Regions from separate parts of the Mus musculus genome. Here region 2 is linked to region 1. A link is a contact called in public HiChIP or PLAC-seq data. All regions are on one chromosome and are shown on one strand. The core of a region is the stretch at or near the end of the contact, and the rest is flanking DNA. Distances in the headings are between cores, read along the strand shown. Region 1 has its middle 30 kb from the start of Man1c1. Region 2 has its middle 8.0 kb from the start of Ncmap.

Region 1 (3,033 bases), core at 208-2,707:
GGCACAGACTGGAGCTAGGATTTGAGGATTTGAACTAACTCACTCTCTCTCTCTCTTCTCTCTCTCTCTTCTCTCTTCTCTCTCTCTCTTCTCTCTCACTGTCTCCTCTCTCACTCTCTTCTCTCCCTTCTCTGTTCTCCACCCTCTACTCCTGCAGCACCCCCCCTCCCCCTTTGTCACAGAAGCAGAATCTGCCTTCAAACACCTCCTGTCCCCATGGGCTGTATGGACTGGGCCCTGCCCTCAGGCCTCTGACCTTGATGGTGGTTTTTCCCTTCCAGATGGCCACAGGCCACCATTTAATTAATGGAGTAAATGTAATTTAATTAGCTGTTTCAACACTCACTCCACACTTCGGGCCATTAGATCCACATTCCCTTGGATGTGCTGTGGGGCTTTCTCCGCCCTCTGACCTGACTAGACCAGACAGATCTTTGATTCTTCCATCTCCTCAACTTCCAAAGTCAACTTTTTTAGTGGAAAACAAAAGGAAATTACTGAAGAGACACCAAGTTGCTCATGGGATCTACGGGAAAAGCTGGCTCAGGGGAAGGTGGAGTTGAGGACAGGTTGTGGCTCCTGGCGTGGACAATGTGCCTTATGGGAAACCGTGGCCGTAAGGGATAGGGGTGCTCGCTGGGCAGCCCGGCACTGCTACTGCTCACCAACAAGTCGTTTCAGCTGTGCCCTGTGTGACACTTGTGTGTCCCTGACATGAAGGAGGTGCCTGAGAAACTGAGGTAGGGACAGGTGTGCTTCCACAGCTGGCCAGCTGGGACCAATGTCAGGTTCCCACTTAAGACAGACCTGCCTTCCTGCTCACCAGCTAAGAAAGGGGACTGAATAGTAAGAGTTAGAAACCCAGCAAACCGGGTGTTATCATTTCCACAGAGGTGGTCTCTGCTTAAATTCCAAGAGCTGAGCCTGGCAGTGGTGGCACACACCTTTAATCCCAGCACTTGGGAGGCAGAGGCAGGCAGATTTCTGAGTTCAAGGCCAGCCTGGTCTACAGAGGGAGTCCCAGGAGAGCCAGGGCTACACAGAGAAACCCTGTCTCGAAAATACAAAACAAAACAAAATTCCAAGAGCTGTTACTGGCTTCCCCACTGTGGTAGATCAGAGAAGGGCTCTGTGTTTTTGTCTGTTATTATCTCCAGGCTTGGTGGGCATGGTGACAACAGGACAATGTTGTAACCGTGAGTCCTTGCAAGCCAGGCTTCTGGAGCCTTACCAACTTCAGGGCCCGGCAGAGGCAGGCTGAGCCTGCCCGGTATCAAGCACTGTGGGCCTGCTTGGCATGGGTTTCAGCGCAAGAGGGGACCCCTATGGAGACAGTGGAAGCCACAGCAGGCCAGTTTCTCACTAGAAGCACGGGTGTGGCAGGAATATGTGTTTCCTGTTGCCTCAGGGTGTGGTGGTAGTGTGAGGATGCTGGCTACCGCCCACAATTGAGGTACTGGAGCCCACTGCGGTAAACTTGGGGCCGCTGTGCGCACTCAACCCACATCTGGGCATGCTCACAGAGCCTCCTGATGGTGGCAAAGGTCTCCTCCATCAGACTGTCAGTCCCTGAACCTGAGGCCATCTCCCCTCTCACTAGAGGCTCCTAAGGGTTAAGGGAAGCTTCCTCTTACATAGCCAGAGCTTCTGTGTACAAAGGTCTCCCACTGGCTACTGAGGATTCTGAGCACTCCTTCCTCCCGGTTAGAGGGTAGGGAAGCCATGGGGCGCACACTAGGTTCAGACATGAAGGGTGGGGCCGGCAGAACTGGGAGGAACCGGTTTATCCTGAAGGAGGTTGAGCGAGGAGTTAGGACTTGCTGAGGTAATCCTCCAGGGGGGCCATCCCCTCCACCGGAGGATGAGGTGTGACCAAAGGAATGTAGTGCCTAGGGGTAGCCCTGCTGGCCCAGGCTCAGCCCCAGGAAACGGTTGCCAGGCCCGCCCCTTGGAGGCTCCAGCCCCGCCCCTTGGAGGCTCCAGCCCCGCCCCTTGGAGGCTCCAGCCCCGCCCCTTGGAGGCTCCAGCGTTGTTCTACTTGGAGGTTTTGAGTACTTGGCCCCTGCTCCTGGTTATTGTCTCATCCTACAGAGGCTGACAGATGTGCACAGCTGGATGGGGGCGCTCAGCAAAATCCAGATGCCTCACCACAGGCCTGAGCCATAGAGCTGGGCTCTGGGTGCTAGTCCCAGCACCATCAACCTCCATGGGTCTTAGTTTCCCTATCTGTCCAGAGGGAGGGTGCCTTCATTCTTCCCTCAGACACTAACTGGGGTTTCCTTGGTCTTCTGGCCTTATTATTTGGGGTGCATGGTTTGATTTTGTATACTTCTCCTCTCTAATTTACATTAAAAAACCAATTGTTTTATTTTCATTTGTGTGTACGTATTTGTGTGTGCGCATGCATGTGCATGCCATGCGAGTGTGGGTACCTGCAAAGTCTGGAAGAGGGCATCAGATCCGCTGGGGTGGGAGTTCCTTGAATCCCGTGACATGGATGCTGGGAACTGAACCAGGGTCCTCTGGAAGAGAAGCAAACACTTAGCCAGGGAGCCACTGCTCTGCAGCTCCATGCCAGTCTCTTCAGAGGCTGAGCTCACAAGCCTGGCTAGGAAAATGAGCTTCAGTTTCACGCTCACTGACGTTTCCGCCCGCTCTGCTGGTCTTTAAGCTGCAGCTGCACTTTTTTGGATTAAGTTATTGGGTTCCATTGTCTACCACTCCTCTGCACCCAAATCCCTTCGAACCCCCAACACTCGGTAGGAGAGAAAGAGGGTGACAGGGGAAAGGGACACAGGTCTTTTTAGATTACTTCCTGATGACTAGGGATATCGAATTCTTTGGGGCAAATCGAGTCTTCTTCATCAGACTATCCAGCAACCCAACAATAACAAAAGTGGTAGGGATCACAACAGCAGAGACCAGCAGCTGTCCCAGGCTCTCGACTTTATACCCTCTTAAGAGTCCCCAGAATGCCAAATGCAAATTATCTGCAGCTGGCAAAAATCACGTCCCTTCTAGAACATGAGATAA
Region 2 (3,080 bases), core at 152-2,651, 670 kb before region 1:
TTCTCCTCTGTGTGGGCTCCAGGGATCAAACCCAGGTCAGCAGGCTTTCCCACTGAGCCATCTCACTGCCCCAGAACAACATAATTCCTTTTCAAAACTGTTAATACATCTGCCTTCTTCCTGCCTTGCCACTGAGCTAAGGCGAGTTAATGATTGCATGATATTTTCTTCTGCTGTAAGAAAATATTTTGCTGTGATATCTTTAAATGAAATACAAGGTGTTTTTTGGGTGATTCTTGTGCCTTTTATTTGAGGATAAATATTTCAGAAGAGTGCCCAGTGGTGCTCAGTCTGTGGCTAGATGGGTATATAGATGGGTATATAGATCGGTATATAGATGGTATATAGATGGGCATATAGATCGGTATATAGATGGTATATAGATGGGCATATAGATCGGTATATAGATGGTATATAGATGGGTATATAGATCGGTATATAGATGGTATATAGATGGGCATATAGATCGGTATATAGATGGGCATATAGATCGGTATATAGATGGGCATATAGATCGGTATATAGATGGGCATATAGATCGGTATATAGATGGGCATATAGATCGGTATATAGATGGGCATATAGATCGGTATATAGATGGGCATATAGATCGGTATATAGATGGGCATATAGATCGGTATATAGATGGGAATATAGATCGGTATATAGATGGGCATATAGATCGGTATATAGATGGGTATATAGATGGGTATTGTGATGGTTTGTATATTCTTGGGCCAGGGAGTGGCACCATTTGGAGGTGTGGCCTTGTTGAAATAGGTGGGACCTGGTTGGAGTAGGTGTGCCACTGTGGGTGTGGGCTTAAGATCCTCACCCTAGTCGCCTGGAAGTCAGTCTTCCACTAGCAGCCTTTGGATGAAGATGTAACCTCTCAGCTCTGCCTGCACCATGCCTGCCTGGACACTGCCATGCTCCCACCTTGATGATAATGGACTGAACCTCTGGACCTGTAAACCAGCCCCAACTAAATGTTGTTTTTTATAAGACTTGCCTTGGTCATAGCATCTGTTCACAGCAGTAAAACCCTAACTAATACAGAAATATGAGATGGGTATATAGGTGGGTTTATAGATGGGCGTTTGTGTGTGTGTGTGTGTGTATGTATGTATGTATATATATGGGGGGATTGGGGTTTTTTTGTTTGTTTTTTTGGATTCGTTGTTAAATAATTTACTCCAAATGAATGGGAAAACGCAGTATCACTCAGTGCTCTCTGTGGGTGGTAGACGTGAGTCACAATTTCCCTACAATTCAGAGAAGTAATCAGGTGACTCTGGTCTTGGCCCAGTGCCATGCACCTTCAGCATCTTTTGAGTAACTGAGATCTTGATTGGCGAGTTCTCTGCTCTTCCTGGCTAAGGGATTCTGTCAAGCCTGCCCCCCCCCCCCCAGAAGAGGAAATGAAGTGAGCAAGCTGGTGTTTTCTCAGTCTCTCACGAGCTGAGGTTTCTAATACTGTCTAGCTGATTTCCTGGGCTACTGTAGTCATTTCTGAGGTGATTCCTAGCCCATTAGAAATTCCTAGTAACCGCTGGTAAAGCTAGAGCAGAGAGGGGAGGGGTCCCTCTGCACCTGAGAAGCTGCCTTTGAGTGTGAAGTGATCCTAGGCTCACTAGCAGTTTCCCCTGTGAAAGGCCACACGCACACATACACACATACTCACACATGTGCATGCATGTACACACAAACACATCACCATCATCATCTCGTAGTTAATGGGGCGGGAACTGGTGTTTCTAGACTTTTTATTTCTGCCAGTGAGCAGTGACCACAGAAGGGATAACTCTAAAGACCACCACACTGTACTAAGGAAAATGGAGAAGAAAAAAACCAGAAGCCAGGCTCAAGGGAGGACTGTGACAACAGGTTGGGGAGGCAGAGAGGAAAGCCTAAAGATAAAGTGGGGCTGGTGGAATTGCCTAGTGGTTAGGGACGCTTGCTGCCCTTGCAAAGGATTTGGTTCTCAGCACCCACAAGGTAGTTCACAACCACTGGATCCAGGGAATACAGTACTCTCTTCTGACCTCCACGGACAGGGGCACACATGTGGTGCACAGACACGCATGCAGGAAAAACACACATACACATAAAATAAATCTTTTTTTTTTTTTTTTTTTTTTGGTTTTTCGAGACAGGGTTTCTCTGTATAGTCTTGGCTGTCCTGGAACTCACTTTGTAGACCAGGCTGGCCTCGAACTCAGAAATCCGCCTGTCCCTGCCTCCCAAATGCTGGGATTAAAGGCGTGCGCCACCACCGCCCAGCCATAAAATAAATCTTAACAAAAATCTTTTAACACGTTTTCCTTTGACTGCCAGTCTTATGCAGGGACCTGCCACCTGCCCTTGCAGCTGTCCCATAATAGCCAGTCATTCTGCAGACTCCTTTTGATGTGTCTGGTTAGGATAGGACCTCTGTGCTCTGGTCATAGGCTTTGACACAGACAGATAACCAGGTGACAGGTCACAGACAGGTGACAGGTCACAGGCTGGCCCAGGTGCTAGTGTTTAAGAAACAGTGACTCCAGAGCATTTGTGTGAGAAGGGTGGAGCGCAGGGGAAGCTGGGAAGGGAGGCTCCCTGAGAGTGATATCTGGGGTGACTCCACCCAGCTAGCAGAGAGCAAAAGGTGGGGCCATAGCACCAGTGACATCTCTGCTCAGGACTGTGACCCTCAGACCTGCCAGATCTCAATCTCCTTCCCCAGGGCTCCCACAATGCTAAGCAGTTAGGGGTTGTTGGGGGCGGTTCTGATTTTTGATTTTTTGGCCAAGTCCAAAGCCCTGGGTTTTTTCAGGTATAAATTGCACTAATAGTACCTTCCCTGCCGAACATTTATTTATTTGAATTTTTCAATATAGAGGTTTCTCTGTGTAATAGTCCTGGCTGTTCTAGAAGTCACTCTGTAAACCAGGCTGGCCTTGAACTCACAGAGATCCACCTGCCTCTGCCTACCAAGTGCTGGGATTAAAACAGTATGCCACCATGCCCATCTTTTAAAAAATAAAATAAAATCTTTTATTGCATTTACTTATTTCTTGTGTGCGGGCACGCCCGTGTGT

Evidence for each region. HiChIP or PLAC-seq counts read pairs in DNA pulled down with a chosen protein or histone mark.
Region 2: a contact with region 1 is called in an HNF4G HiChIP or PLAC-seq map of pancreatic cancer cells. The contact joins two enhancer-like sites. A contact is called at or near these places in 2 of 39 promoter capture datasets (liver and pre-B cells) and 1 of 115 datasets of contacts at active chromatin or transcription factors (pancreatic cancer cells).

Annotation. Positions count from the first base shown.
Region 1 is chr4:134,733,190-134,736,222 of GRCm38.p6, reverse strand. No RefSeq gene overlaps it. Among named protein-coding and RNA genes, the nearest start is that of Man1c1, 30 kb to the right of the region's middle. Within about 2 kb of position 1,457, at least 248 of the 459 cell types and tissues checked have an H3K27ac peak or open chromatin away from gene starts, as enhancers often do. A contact at or near this core is called in pancreatic cancer cells, where this site is marked.
Region 2 is chr4:135,404,637-135,407,716 of GRCm38.p6, reverse strand. No RefSeq gene overlaps it. Among named protein-coding and RNA genes, the nearest start is that of Ncmap, 8.0 kb to the right of the region's middle. Within about 2 kb of position 1,401, at least 46 of the 459 cell types and tissues checked have an H3K27ac peak or open chromatin away from gene starts, as enhancers often do. A contact at or near this core is called in pancreatic cancer cells, where this site is marked.